Linked DNA regions of Mus musculus: regions 2 and 3 are each linked to region 1. The links are chromatin contacts, called in public promoter capture Hi-C maps. All regions are on one chromosome and are shown on one strand. Each heading gives the region's core, a stretch centred on a gene start, on an enhancer-like site or on the middle of the called end of the contact. The rest is flanking DNA. Distances are from core to core; before and after follow the strand shown. Region 1 holds the start of Nek7 (NIMA (never in mitosis gene a)-related expressed kinase 7). Region 2 has its middle 7.9 kb from the start of Gm34056. Region 3 has its middle 21 kb from the start of Gm34244.

Evidence for each region. Promoter capture Hi-C pulls out the DNA fragments that hold promoters and counts their contacts.
Region 2: a promoter capture Hi-C map of liver shows a contact between it and region 1, with 2.8 times the contacts expected there. The contact joins the enhancer-like site here to the promoter of Nek7 in region 1.
Region 3: a promoter capture Hi-C map of pre-B cells shows a contact between it and region 1, with 2.8 times the contacts expected there. The contact joins the enhancer-like site here to the promoter of Nek7 in region 1. A contact is called at or near these places in 4 of 39 promoter capture datasets (the C10 cell line, hippocampal neurons, liver and 1 more) and 1 of 115 datasets of contacts at active chromatin or transcription factors (astrocytes).

Annotation. Positions count from the first base shown.
Region 1 is chr1:138,617,281-138,622,446 of GRCm38.p6, reverse strand. It overlaps Nek7 (NIMA (never in mitosis gene a)-related expressed kinase 7), which reads left to right and starts at 2,690. Exons shown (of 10, transcript NM_021605.4): 1 at 2,690-2,895.
Region 2 is chr1:136,668,083-136,673,248 of GRCm38.p6, reverse strand. It overlaps Gm41958. Among named protein-coding and RNA genes, the nearest start is that of Gm34056, 7.9 kb to the right of the region's middle. Within about 2 kb of position 3,153, at least 69 of the 459 cell types and tissues checked have an H3K27ac peak or open chromatin away from gene starts, as enhancers often do. A contact at or near this core is called in liver, where this site is marked.
Region 3 is chr1:137,329,991-137,335,156 of GRCm38.p6, reverse strand. No RefSeq gene overlaps it. Among named protein-coding and RNA genes, the nearest start is that of Gm34244, 21 kb to the left of the region's middle. Within about 2 kb of position 3,021, at least 51 of the 459 cell types and tissues checked have an H3K27ac peak or open chromatin away from gene starts, as enhancers often do. A contact at or near this core is called in pre-B cells, where this site is marked.

The sequences.
Region 1 (5,166 bases), core at 1,441-3,940:
ATATTACTTCATCATTCTTCTTCAGGGAAACATTTTTTCCCCTCGTAAGTTTCTTTCCTTATGGAGAAATTATATTTATGCCAGCACTGGTATGCAACATCTGTTTCAGGTTAGTTTATGGAGAGATGGTTTTGAGAATAAATACTGCTGATAATTTTTTTTCTTGTGTGGGGCCAACAGATATATAAAAAAGAAAAAAGAAACCTTGAAGATTTGGTTATGAACTGAGAGTTTTTAAGTATGATATCCAGATACTGTTTATAACCAAGTTAATCTGATATGTAGTATATGTGCCACATGGTAATTATGTATAAATACTGAGTTATTCATACAAAGGATTATAATGAATGCAGAGCATGAAGCTAAAGCAGCATTTGGGGAGAACGCTCAGAGGAGAGATGGATAGAAGAGGAGTTAAAGGCGCTTCTGCTCTAAGTGTCCTGAGCCGGAGGAGCCTTCTTGGGCAGGCTTCTCTGTTTTTCCATTAGCATTTGCTCTAGGCCAGGAGGCTGGCTGCTGGCGCCTGGGAATAACCTTGCCTGCCCACAAAGAAGGGGATATAAATTTAGAAAGAAAAAGTATATATAGTGTCTTCTGTTTTGACCCTCTTCCCAGTCTTTGCAACACTGTATACTATTTATCTGTAGCCATGAAGCCTTTACAAGTAGAAAAAAATAGGACACATTATTACGTAAGTTTAATACTTTGGACATCATATAACACCAAAAGCATTCTTTCTAGATAAAGGCTTTGCAGCCACTAAGCATGTATGAGCTGACTTTTGCCCAATTTGACCCTCACTCAGTGTTCGGTAAGTATAGTGTTTGCTTAGCAGTGTTTGCTTGTAAGTATAGCTTGTACAGACTATTCAGCGTGTAGATAAATTGGCAGTGTGCTTAAATCGGGGTACCTATCAATCTACATTTTCTAAACTGGTAATAGCAAAGCGAATAAGAACAAGCTCTGATCCATCGTCTGGTACCTCGGGTCTTTTAGTTTTTCCTAAAGTTATGCCTATGCATGGAGTACCACTGTGGCTGATTTGGTGTGATGTGACCTATGATATAGGCCAAATGCCAACTTATTGGCTTCATCCTAGCTTCCTCTCATATAGCACATTCAATGCAGCAGAAAACCTTGTTGGCTCTATCATGGAAATGTATCTGGGGTCTGTCTGGTTTTGCTAGCATTCTGGTCTAAGCCTGATCAGAATGTGTTACAGATACCATTATGTTTCCTTTTAAACTTCCAGTTTCTTCACCCTCCACTTTATTCTTCACAGCTCTGTTGTCTCTCAACTTACACCTGCAATGAATTTCCATTTCATTCAGAATAAAAATTAAGAGTTCGAAGTTCCACATCTGATAGTTCACCCTTTCTTACTCCACCAGCCTCTCTCCCTTGCTCACTAAGTTGGATCCTACCTGCATAGGCTTACTGGCTGTTTCTCCAACATGGCGAACCCATGCCTGACAGGGTAACCTTGCATTTCCTGGGTAAAACAGTCTACTTCCTGACAGTCACATGGCTCCTTTTCTCACATCTTCAGGTCTCTGCTCAAATTCCAAGTGACTTTCCCTGATAAACATGTTTAAAGGAGCACTCACACCCCGAGCTTTGTTTCTCTATGAAATAGATATAAAAGACATTAGGTAATTTGGACTTCCTCACTGAAGCTAAGTTTTATGAGAGCAGGGCTCTTGCACGTAGCTGATTGTAGAACTCCACCTGGCAAATCTGTACCGATTAAGCACTTGCCCCAACGTCACCTCTTGAAATTTAATTTTCTTACTAAAATTAACGTTTGCATTCTTTTCTAATTATATTTCACATACTTGCATTCGTGTGTGTGTCACATTGCAGTACGGATGTCAGAAAACAATTTGTGGGTCCTGGGAATCAAACTCCTGAGTCATCTTGCTGGCCCAAACTTTCTAAATCTTGCTTCTATTGTTTTAATCCATTTGAGCTATAATACCGCTTTTTCTTGTTGTTGTTTTTTGGCTCTATTCCCTTGGCAGGGGAACGAAACCAGAAAAAGGCCTACTGATATCAAATGGTTAAGATCTGTGCTCAAGCACGCTGTTGTATGTCATCGTCTGTTTCTAAGGAGAGGCGTTAAGGCTGACTTCCAAGAAAGACCACGATAAGTTAAGCGACTGGCCACTGAATGATTAGCATCTAGGTATGACAGACTCTACACTGCCTCCTAGCTGTTCGCTCCATTCGTTCAAATCTGGTTAGTGGAACAGTAGGAATCAAAGCTTTGCTTTTGAAAAGCTCCATGTACTAGGGAGAGACCCATATTGCAAATATGTGACGTGTAAACGAATTTATCTAATGTAATATTTTTGTAATGCCACTTTGTGAGTGTGCCTGTATCCCAAAGATTCTGCATACCTACCAACTAGTTCAACTTTCGGAAGGGTCCTGAAAAGCTTTCTTAAAACTGGGACGCTAAAGTCTAGATTTGCTTAGCCAGACTCCGGGAAAACTCTCGTTTGCCTGCACTGACACCATGTAGAGGCAGCTTAAACTACTTGGTAAGTGGGATCAAAAAACTCCGATCTGGAGGCAGGGGTCGACCGCCGTAAGCGAGGCACACCCCAGTTCTCGGGAAAGTGGTAGCGTGGGCTCCGGAGCAGGGTGCGGGCGCGGGGAGGGGCCTGCGGCGGCCCGCCCTCTCCTCGGGGATGCCGGGATGTTTACCCTCCTGACAGCCGCGGCCGCCGGAGGAGGAGCGGAGCCGGGAGGATGGGCCGCCGCTAACCTCGCAGTGGGAAGCGCGGGCCGAGCAGGGTGGGAGCCGGCGCCTGCAGTGGCGCGGGGAGAGGCGATCGGCCCCGGATCCCGCAGCCCTGCAGCCCGCGTAGACCGAGCTGCCCCGGCGCCCCGGTGAGTATGTACGGCCCGGCCGGGTGGGGCCGGTGCGGGGAGCGGGCGGGCCGCGTGGGGCCTCGGGCTCTCGTGCCTCCGAGGACCGCCCGGGACGCCTGCAACTGGCGGAGCGTGGTGCAGGCCGCTGGCTGCAGGAGCTCAGAGTCCGGGCGCTTCGACCCCAGGAAGCTCCACGACGGTGGTGGTGGCGGCAACAGGTCTCCGGGCTCCGACAGGAGGAACTCCAGCGAAGACCCGCCTCCGGGCTGAGCTCATTGGTCACCTTGGCTATTTACAGCTCGAGGATTGGCTCAACCGATTCGGCTGCAGCCCAGTTTAGAAAAGTGAAGTTCACGGACCGGGGAGTCAGTCGAGCGTGAGTGGTGGGGTAGTCAGGTCGAGGTCCGATTGAAACCGATCCAGGGCTGGGATGCAGCAAAGTATGAGCTGAGTCCCAGTGGGGCGAAGGTGAAGTTAGGCCGTGGAAGATGCTGCTAAGCAATGTCGATAGCCTCCGCCTGGTGCTAGAGGCCTTGGAAGACCCACAAGAGATACATTTATTGACTCACATACTATACTCGAATAGCCTAAGTCTTTGCCCGCGCTAAACACTAAGAATATATTTACTTTAAAGTAAGATATGTTTTGTGCCCTTTACAATTCTGGTGATGGAACTGAATATAGCAAAAACAATCTAGAGATGTAAAGGACTTTTTTTTCTTTTTGAGATTACTAACTTTAAAGGTTGTAATTGGATTCAATGCCCGCAGTTTATAGAGCATTATTAGGACCACTCTTTAGTTTCTCCTCCAAGGAATCTGCAGTTCCCGGGAGGAACTGACGTTCATGACGGTGTGCTTTGATAGAGTTGCTTTACAGAATAATGTTCCGAATAAGCTTATTATAAATCTGTTCTCTTCTAGACGATGGGATGTTGATGTGATCCAAGAAAGGTTTAGTACTCATACTCAAAAATTTATAGTTTGGGACAACCGGACAAACTCTGAAAATGATGAATAAAAGATAAAGCCTGCAGTGCTTTGTAGCATTTCTCACTAGTATTCATGGCTGCAGTATTTCGTGATGGCCAGTGCACTTTATTGAACTAACATGCAACCTAAGCAGTTATTTCATCTTCACAGCTATCTGCCACCACTCCGAGAGACCCGGACCATAATTTGCTTTACATCCCAAACCGTTGCATCTTCTGCTTCGGCTGGCGAGGGGTAGGGGCGTGTGGAGGGAAACTTTACTTCTTAGAGGGTCAGAAAAATGGATGATGAGAGGAGGGCCTTTGGAGAAAGTGCAGAAGGGACAGACTCTGGGGCGGAGTGGAGGGGAATCTGGACCCAGTGACCATGCAGTCCTCAGATTCCACAGTAAGGTGGGAGTCCCCGCCCTTGAGGGCACTGACAGCCATTGCAGCCAGTGAACGGCGAGGACACCCGGCCCCAGCTCAGGAGGGCGGGTACTTCCTACCGCTGCCCTGAGCTAGGCGAGGGAGGCCAAGTTTGTCTGAGGATGTGGGCCGGTGGAAAGAAGGGTTGAGAGGCTCAGTCTTGTGAAATTACTGCATTAAAAAATAGAGGGAGGGAGCTCTGGTTTTCTTTGAGCCCTGTGCTGACTTTCAAGATTCGGGCTCAGGTTGAAGTCACCGCTTCCACCGAAACCATAGGAGATAAGAAACGAACCTGGTCAGCAAATTAAATATAGTCCGTGACTGACTGGGGCTTTTGCCCGAGATCGCCTGAAACTGAAAACCAAGAACTACCAGAAGAAATCTCATTAGACACATTTATGGCAGCTTGGCAATTTTAATACGGTTAAGACAATCATTAGCTTAAATTGACAAGACTGCATTTTCAGACAAACAGACCTATTTTGTAATTTGAAGTTTATCTGGATAATACCTGTCTCCCGCCATTCCTTTCCCACAAACACTTTCTTCGCTGGACACTTAGTTTCTCTCCAGCCTAGTAAAACAGAAGAAATCATCTGTTCCGGTGGCCGAACTCGTGGAGGAGGGGAGCAGAGGCTGCGGACATGTCTTTCCTTACTAAATTAAAATCCAGCATTCCCGTTTCCAACACGCTGAAGTGCAGAGCAATTACACTCCGGAAAGACAAGTACTGCCAGGACTCCCCTCTCAGTCCCAGGCTTCTGGTGACTGCAGTTGGTGGCTCTCAGCCCTGGCTGACTACAAACATTAAGTATTGAGCATTTGCTAAAACTAAAATAAAGTAAAATTCCAGTGAAATTTTTTTAAAGTCAATTTTATTATTATAAGAA
Region 2 (5,166 bases), core at 1,904-4,403, 1.9 Mb after region 1:
TTCTCCGCACTAAATAAACCAGGTGTGTTGGCATATACCTGTAATCCCAGCACTTGGGAGACAGAGACAGAAGGACCATCATCACGATCATCCCCAGCAACAGTGCCAGTTCAAGTCCAACCTGGGATACATAAGAACTTGCCTCAATAAAAAATTAATAACAATAAATTAAATTAAATTAAAAAACCCTTACCAACTACAGAAAAGCCTTCACCATCTTCATACAGTCAACATATAACTGTGCACACTGGACAGCATGTCAGGTGTAGGCAGAAGACTTTTAGAAAGTCTTGCCCTGAGCTTCACAGTACAGTGGGGGAGGGGCAAGGGGCATCTTCTAGAATTTGCTTAATCCGATAGATATCCCATCATCTACTGGCTAGATCTTCACATCTCCGCTTCAGACTCAGAAACTTTTCACTTGAATTAGAGCTCAGAGGAACCCCAGTGGGAGTGGCAGTCTAAGGCGGGCACTCTTTGAAGGCCGCCACAGAGGATGTGGCTCATAAAGCAGAGCGTGGAAGGACCAAAAAGATTCCACTAAGCGGAGAGCAGGGCATTCTGGGTCTGTGGTAGTGTGTGAAGAGTCTTCTAACAAAAGACTGCAAGGGCTTATGTGCTGCTGGGGATGTGGACCAGTGGATGGAGGTAGGGACCAGGAGGAGACCTAACTGCATACAGCATACTACACAGGGCTTAAAAGGAACCAAGCAAGGCTGCCCTGCCTTCATGCAGAAGGGCCTCAGGACTGGATGTGGATTTAGAAAGATAACGCTACCCCAGGGCAGAGGATGGACAGATCCCAGACTAACACCAAACTGAGGCCTGCTTCTGGGAGCTTTGGAGGCAGGTGGGTTGCTGGGCTGTTGGGCAAGTCCCTAACTTCTTTAAAACTTCACCTTGTTTATTTTATATGGAAGGAATCTGCCCTCTGGGCCACTGTGTAAACAAAGTGAGGCCAGGCTCCTGGGTACAAAATTCTTGAACAGGATCAGGCAGTCTGACAACATGGTGGTAGGCAGAGACCACAGGCTAGCTCTCAGGTTTCTAAGTGGGTAGGTGAAGACTGGGCGAGGGCCCACTTCACCAGTCCGTCTTGGGGCACAGGAGGAGGAACTACCGTTTTCCCCCACCCCCTAGAGTTGTGCTTAGGGTGGCATCTGAAGCCCAGGAGATGGAATTACAGGGAACGCCAATCCATGGGGCACAACCAGGGGAAGAAGCGGAGGGGTGATTGCTTTGTCCAGAATGAATGCTCTAGCTCAAGGTTGCTGGGAGCGGAGAGGCATTCAACAAAGCCAATTGCATGCCAGGCGCAACCTTGGGGCCTGAAACCGGAATAAAAAGACCATCCACGGAGAGTTCACGTTGTCATGGGGGAAAGAACTAGTCAATAAGTCCCACAGACTGAGCGCTGGAAAACACCCATGGGAGAAGGAGAGACGCTGAATACCCAGGGGTATCTTACCCCACACCAGCTCTTAGGAGTCAGGCAACATTTGAGCCCGACACCTGAAATTACGAGACCTTTAACCGAGGGCTCTGTAAGTGCAAGGCTCAGGTGAGCCTTTTAAGTGTGTATCCTATTTAATCCTCAGCACCCAATGAGGCAGGTATTATCATTATCCCGACCTTAGAAATACCATAGCCAAACTATAGCTGCTGAGCTACTTGCTAAACAGTTAGTAAAGCTGGAGAAAGAGCCTTTGGCCCAGGCAGGCCAGGCACAGATAGAACCTGAGCTCATAGACTGTCTTGTTTATGAAAAATATGTAGACCAAACAAGTCCACCCAGGAATATTGCCCGGACATATTAGCAGTGTTGTAATATTACTTCCAGGGTGGATGCTTCATAGAGACTTAAGCAAAATGGAGTCAGTCAGTGACTGGGGACAAAGGATGTCATGGATGACACGGTTCTGGTTTGGTTTTGTTTGTTTTGATCTGCAAATACACCACTCAAAAGCTATCATGGGGAGAAGAAATCACCCCACAGTGCCTCAGCCTCTAGCAAGCAGCAACACCTTCGGGAGCTGGTCTATCTGGAGTAAAGTCTCCATTGTAGATAACATAGCACGGCTTCACAAACCGCGAAGACTCAGGGCTGGACAGCTCAGGGGTACAGTACTTCCTTGTTAAGAGTGAGACTCTGGGTTTGACAGATGCCAGCATTAAAGGAGCAACCTGAAAACTCCGAGTGAGCAGAACATTGAATATCTCCATAAGATGGGGGACATGTCAGGTGACAGCCCACAAACTGGGCTGAAAGGGAAAAAGCCCTCGCTGGTCTTACAGTTCTAAGTCAGTTTGTCTTACCTGCCACTGGGAGAATTTGCTCAGGGGCTCCACAGACAACTCGATTCACTGACAATCATTCCCCAGCAGCCCAGGCAGACAGGACAGGCTGCTCCTGGCTTTTACTTTTCTGTCCCTGACCTTCCTCCTCCTAGACAATCGGAGTGTTGTCCCTTGTGAGGCACAATCAAAACAGTAAGATGAAAGCAAGCTGGCTCCTAGAAAGGCCAAGATCCCAAAGTGCTATGCTAAGTGCTTCCGATCGACGCAGGCGCCTCTCCCACGTGACTGCGAAGAGCGCCTGCCTCACAGGACCAATGTGCTGCACAAGGGAACAGCAGCAGCAAGCCTAGCCGTATGGCTGAGTTCGCCTCTGGTCTCCGCGCCTGCACCTCTCTCCCTGCTGACCACCCAGCCACAAGGGCCGCTCTGTTCTCCAGCACACTGAGGCCATTCCGAGGGAGGCATCTGCACTTGCTCGGGCTCAGAAACACTTGTGGTGTGAATGAGTTTCTCACCGCAGCTCTCTGGACAGATATAATCCCTGCAAGGCCTTCCTTGAGCCCAGTCTTTCTGTTCCCACCTGAACTTGTTCACACCCTCTGCCACTACTAACCTACCCACTAGCTCACATCGATATGACAGTTTACTTTGTAATACTTAGAACTATGCAAAGCTGTCTTTTTTTTTTTTTTTTGGATAGGTGTCTTTCCTACCCATCTCCACGTGCAGGTAAAATCTGTAAACCCCACAAACAGGGAGATATTGTCTTTCCTGTTTGCCCTTACACTCCCAGCACCTGGCCGGAAGTTCAGGGCTCAATAAATATTTATTGAATCAATAAAGGGATGCAGAAACACAGATCAAGTTGCTGAGGCAAAAAGTTAGAGCTGGGTTTAGGGAAATAGCGGGTTGCTCCTTCTGGTCCGGCTGGCCGTGGAGAGATGAGGTGAAAAGGAAGGCTTACAAAGGGGCTGGCACAGTGTAGACCAGGGAGAAAGTGGGGCGTGCTGGTCCTGGCTGTGTAGCCAGGACAGCACCGAGCAGTTCCGGACCTAGAAAGTATTGGCCCAGTAACCAAACAGAATCAGAGGGAACAAGACAAAAACAGCCCAAGAGAAATCATTTGCTACTAGGGAACTGGCAAAGCTAATGTCTGCCAAAGAGCTGCACTCTTCGGAGAACTGGTTTCAAACACTAGAGAGCAAGGATTGACAGCCAGGTATGGCAGGGGCTCACCTTCATTCCCAGCGCTCAGAAGTAGACACAGGTTCTCTGGGAGTCTGAGGCCAGCCTGGTCTACAGAGGGAGTTTCAGGACACAGGGAGACCTATACTCAACGGCAAACAAACGAATGAATAACTCTTAAAAGTTAAATCGTGCATATTCAGGATGAGCAATTCTGCACCTAAATAGCCATGTAAATTACTGTGCAAATCCACACATGTAAAACTAACACAAGCTTTGCTCTCAGTAGTGAAATGCAAGTAATCACATATCTGCTGATGCATGGACTAATAAATAACATAGATTATACTATGAACCAAATAACAGCAGTGCATGTGCACATATGCACATACACATAGAGACACGCGATAAATCTTAACAATGTTAAAAGAGCCAGGTGTGGTAGTGCATGCCTGTAATCCAGCCCTTGGGAAATAGACACAGGAGGTTCAGAATTTCAAGGCCAGCTGGACGACTTGAAGTCCAGTCTCAGAAGAGAGGGGACACACACACACACATTCAAACTTATTTAACAACGTATTGACTATAAGTGCATTTAAATAACTATAATATCTTTTTGTTGTTGTTATTTGCTTTTTTGAAACAGGGTTTCTCTGTATAGTCCTGACTGTCCTGGAACTCACTTTGTAGACCAGGCTGGCCTCGAACTCAGAGATCCACCTGCCTCTGCCCCCCAAGTGCTGGGATTAAAGGTGTGTGCCACCACTGCCCAGCTATAACATCTTTACAAGGATTTATAATATAACCCTTCACATGGGCTCTGAGAAGTAGGGACAGCAGAAAACGAAACTAGGACCAGGCACACAAGGAGCTTGATTGTTACTGGTGTTCTGTTTGTTTATTTCGTCTTGTTTTGTTTTCTGGGACCGTTCAGGCTGACTTTGAATTCTAAATCTTCCTGCCTCCACTTCCTATATGGAATTATAGACATGTGACAGCTTGCCAGGCTTCTGATATTTTATCCTGTTAAACTGGAGCAGCCATGACAAAAACAATGTAACTAACACTGGATTACAGGAAGGCAATAGTGTCACTGCGGACTGGAAGAGGGACGCCCGGCTGGGAGTGTAGCTCAGTGGTAGAACTTTTACCCAGCGTGAGTGAGCACTGTGAAAGTGGGCAAAGAAGAAGAAGAGGTAAAGGAGGAGTGGGGAGAGAAGTGTGGGAAGGGAGAGATGCTAAACACCCTCAGAAAAATTAACGAAGTTTCAGGGCTGGTTGGATAAGTGGGCAGTATAAATGACCCAGGAAGCAATGAGTTAAAAATCATATAGGTATATCTGATAAAAAAAAATCTGATCATATTAAGGCCATGCTGGTGGTGCATGCCTTTAACCCCATCACACGAAAGGCAGAGGCAGGTAGATCTCTGAGTTGCAGGCTGACCTGATCTACAGTGAGTTCTAGGATAGCCATGAATGCACAGAGAAACCCTGTCTTGAAAAACCAAAGGGGAGAGAGAGAGAGAGACAGAGAGAGACAGAGAGAGAGAGATTATGAGTGAGGGTGGGATAATTATACCATTGAGAGCTGAAAAACAGTTCTTTTTTGTTCATTTTTGGAAATGTCTTCTGTATGCATGGCATAGCTAAGTAATCGTGAGCGAGAAGGCAAGAAGTCAGT
Region 3 (5,166 bases), core at 1,772-4,271, 1.3 Mb after region 1:
CATTCAGTATAGCATCTTCTAGTGACAAGAAAATGTGGTTGCTGGTAGTTCAAGAAGTTTGGAAGAAAGATGAGAGCTAGTGCCCGCCCAGCCATCAGAAGTTAACAATGACAATAGAAAGCAGTCATTGAGGGGCTGGAGAGATGGCTCAGCAGTTAAGAGCACTGACTGCTCTTTCAGAGGTCCTGAGTTCAATTCCCAGCAACCACATGGTGGGTCATAAACATTTGTAATGGGATCTGATGTCCCCTTCTGGTGTGTCTAAAGACAGCAACATAAATAAAATAAATATATAAAATAAAATAAATTTTGAGAGAGAGAGAAAACAATCATTGAAGCCAATCTTATCATCACATGAAAAGTTGCCAAATAACTCAATGTGGACGACAGCAGTTGTTTTCTGTTGTATCTGAGGCAACCTAGAAGGTGTAAAAGCTTCACAGGTGGGTGCTGCAGAAAATGGCAAAACATGTCAATTTGAAAGTCATTCTGTTATACATTCTGTTATCCACAACAACTGAACTGTGATATGTGGTTAAAAGTGTGTTGTATGTGGCAACCAGTGATGGCCAGCTCAGTGACTGCACCTCAGAGGAGCAGGTTAACCTGCCTCTCCTCAGCCTCTCCTTTAAAGGCATAATGGGGGACTTGCATCCGAGACATGAATATGACTTTCAGCAATATAATGGAAAGCTTTGGTTTGTTGGAATTACCACCCAGTTGCCCCTTAGATATCACTTGAGGAGAGAATCTGTGTAAAAGAGAATGGCTATGAAAATTCTAATCTCTGGCTGCTGTAGCATAAGCATCCACCACTGGAGGGAGCCACCTTCTCCCTGCTTCTCCTGGATGGACTGGGTACAGTGGGTGTTGAGGTGGGAGCATTACTGGAATAGCAGGACTCTTCTAATAGGTTTGTATTTCCTTCTGGATCTCCCTGTATCTAAAGAAGAAATTCCAGAGCCTTGCTGTGTCGAAGGCTCCTGCTACCCTGCATCCCTTCTTTCCCTTCTTTCCACAGCACACGGAGTGTGGTTGACCTTTCACAATGCTTGGTATCGTTTAGGGATGAATGACAAAGAGAGAGCATGAAAATAGCAAGAACTTATCAAGGGAGGATGCAGACAGAAAGTCTGGGAATAGAATTTAGATCACTGACTCAAAAGAAACTCTGCAGACACTTCATAAAGGTACCCTGCGGTCACAGAAATGAACAGAGTGAAGTTACTAAGGCCACTGATCCTCTTGAACACGAATCTTCAGAACACCCATGGTTGACGTCCCTCTTGTTGGTAACATTCTCAGTTCTGGCTATGTTAAAGTTAAGGCTGTTACTGTGTGGTTGGAAATAACCCAAGTCAGATAAAGCCAGAAACAGTAGCTCCCTGGACTCGGAGCTTCGTTTGGGTTAATGATGAGAAGCCCTCTGTCTCTAAGCAGGTTAGAGCATTATTTCAAATGCACAGAGATTGAAACCTGCCACCTAAGAGAAACACAAAAGAAGCATGCCTTAGGAACATGCTTCTCTTGACTTCTCGTCTGTGTTTTGAGCTAGCTAAATTCTTAGACTGATTTTTGGTGACCTGACCCTAGATTTGAAGGATTGTATCCCAGAATCCCTCTTTGCTTTTATCACTATTGGAGTCAATGACTTTCTGTCTTCCCCTTGGTTTTGCTATGTAGACTATACATTTGGGGCTTTATTGTGCCCCAGGTATTTCTGTAGATTCTCTACTATTGTCCCAAGAAACCCAATAATCATACTCGCTCATACTTACAGAAACCATTTCATGTGGCATCAAAAAAAAATCATTGCAGGAAAAATATGTATATTTTTAATCTATCATTTAGAAGCCATAGGATTCACATTCCCTTTTCAGATTAGGAAAGAATGAAATGCATGAGTATGCAGTAAACCCTCCAAATCACCAAAGACTCAAGAGTGGTCACTATGAAGCCGTTAAGAGCTTACACCACCTCAGTTAGATACCAAGACTGAGTGAGATTTCCAGGACTGAAGTTCGGGTGGTAGGTTTGGGTCATAATCTATTACTTTTTAGTAAGTACTCAAAAGAACTTTAAAACATAAAATAAAAAAAAGAATACTCAAGAGTAGATTTCTTTTTCTCACACTAACCCATCCTCTTTTCCCAATAAGAAAGCCATGCCTGTCTAAAGGTTCCACAAGCTGGAGCTAGGGATTCCCACAAACCCCTCTCTAACACGTCTGTGCAAAGGCCCAGAGCTGGCAATGGAGGTTGGAAGAGCTTTCAGTCCTAGTTCACTGTAGGAGGTAAACATTACAGGAGCATGTGAGGCTAGGACAGAGAACCAAAGAAAAGAAACAGCAGGTTTAAAAGAACATGCAAGAGGAGGACCGGGAAAATATTACAGGACAATAAATTACAGCCCACAGCCCTATCCAGATGTCGGTTCACGGTACTGCAGTAGCCACAGCATGGGGAGGTTAGAGAACCACATTTACCATGTGTGCACTGCTCTGTATTTAATGTTTAAGCTCTTTAATTCTTTGTGTCTATGAAAAGCCTCAGTCAGAAAATCCAGATGGACTATATTAATCAGAGCACATAATTTTAGTGGTAGACATGCTTATTCCCAAAGCCTGGATATATTCCTAGAGCTTTGCAGAGCCTCGTTGTCTTGAGGGAAAAAAAATACGCTTGGCTCGGCAGCATTTGTTAATTTATGTAAGAAGGAAAATGAATCACATATAAACATATGGAAATATCCAAATGCCAGGTTTTCAGTTTTTTTGTTTTTTTAGGTTAGCTCCCTGAGTCCTCATTTTCTTTCTAGCCTGGGATTGGTGGTATCGGTTTTTTAACATTAAACAGACTCCTTGTTTGGAGTGTGTGTGTGTGTGTGTGTGTTTCAGACCAAGCAAATTTCGTGTTTTCTTTGGACAGAAAACTAACAAAGGATGGGAAGTCCTTACTTTAAGACATTACAGTTAAGGGTCATGAACATTCAAGCAGGAGTTACTGCCATCCAGAGGCAGAAAGCCACGAACAGCCATATCCTATCCTAGCTCCATCGTGGAGGAAGGAAGACAAGCAAAATGTGTAGGTTGCAGCAGTTTTGGTCGTTAAATCATCCAAAAAGAAATTGGAAAATGCCAAAACTTGAATGTCACTGGGTCTCTGGTTCTCCTGTTGTCAGAAATGACAGAGTCTCTAGTCCAGCACTCTCCAGAACTGGTCACGGTTTAAAAAAAAAAAAAAAAAAAAGGAGCAGTCTGATGTCAGGCTGGCCATCTGTGCCAACTGTCCTGAGTACTGGAGTCTGTAACACATTCAAAGTGAGCTTCGCACGTGTCTTTGCACATATAGTTTTCTTATATTAAAGCTTTGATGACTGTTGCTGAGGTTAGCTGTTCTAGCAGTTGATACAGGCAGCCCATAGCCCTTCAATATAAGTCATATGCTGTATTTGCTGCCTAGTGACTGTCTAATTGGAAGTAAAGACATCCATGGTCTTTCAGACAAGAGCTTCCAAGCATGTGTGCATGAATTTTTTTTTCTTTTTTGTGGCATTAACAAGCGAAGTCCTGAAAGCTTTGGCATACCTGAGCATTGGGCAGTCATTCTAAAGGAACTAGCTCAGCGCCATGCAGGTTTGGGTGCCGTGGAAAAATAGGTCCATCTAGGTAAGAGACCACTGCACAGCAGCACTAACCACTAGGAAAGTTTCTGCAGCATCACAAAGACAGATTCTGGAAAAATATAAATATGTGTGTGATATATTTTACATGACTCACATATAAATATAGTAGTCACATATACATACACACATAAGTGGTGGTTACACATTGGTAGAAATTCCAACTTAAAAACTACATCAACTTCAATTTTTAACAACAGGCACAAGTAATTATACTTGCCACTTGCAGGTATTTTATACACTCCTGATGGATATAACTGCTTTGGAATAGGTTTTAAAACTTGGAAACACACGCATACACCATTTCTCAATGGGCAAAGCATACTTCAATTTTCTAACTGAATCCTACCCACATGAGTGCAAACATTTTGAGTCAAATAAAATGATTTAAAAATTGCAGAATAATATAGTGTTAATCATCTTCACTCTGCTTGAAGTATTTCAATGCTATTCTATCATATTTTGGGGAAGCCACTCTCAAGCATTTTAAAGGAGAGATAGAGAAGGTTCTCCCAATTTTTAATAGACTTACAAAATACGGACATGAAAGTACGAAGCCTATACTTCTCTAGCCTCCCCTACCCCCGCCCCCCTCTGTCTTAACACTGGGCTGCCCTTCTGCAGGGAACTTTCCACCAGATATCTTGCATGTTCAGGGTTACCAGTGCCCTCTGCTGGCTTTCTGCTTGAAATGAGAGAATGGAGGGAAAGACAGAGATAGACAGACAGACAGGCAGACAGATGAGAGAGACAGAAAAAGATGGACAGAGAGACAGACAGAGAGACAGAAACAGACAGAGTCAGAGACAAAACAAACAGACAGGAGGCCCTTCTGGTCCTGGAAACTGGCACTAAAGAACTAAACAAGAATGGAAGACTTACCTTCACTAATCTTATTTTCTTGTTTCGTTGTCATCTTAAACTTCTGCCAGAGATCCATTGTGGAACCGTTTGTTCCAAGGGGTTCTCACTCACTGCTAATTCAGCATCAGGAAAAGAATATTAGGCTGGGATGAAGGGGCAAATGAATGCAGATTTGGGGACATAGTCACTCATTTTACAGATGCATAAACCACTTACAAGAGGCCCAGGCAGAAGTCGGTTCTCCATCCACCCTAACCTGTTAATGGGTTCGGCAAGGAAGAGCGGCAGTAAGTGCAAGGGTGAGAGGCTGCGATGGAGACTGGCAGTCCTTGCTCACTGTGGGCATTGTTTGGAAGTTTAGCACACAGGTGTGTTGCAAATCCTGTCACTTAGCTCTTTTCCTGCTGTCAGTGTCACTTTTCACTGGGCTCCTGTCCACTTGCCCTGACTCTCGTTTGTCTCCTTTGAAGAAACTCTCCAAAGAGCAGTCAGGGTGATTCTTCTTTTTCATAATGGATTTACTTTTATTTTATGTACGCTGGTATTTTACCTGCATGTATGTCTATGTGGGGGTATTGGATCCCCTGGACCTAGAGTTGTAGACAGTTGTAAACTACCATG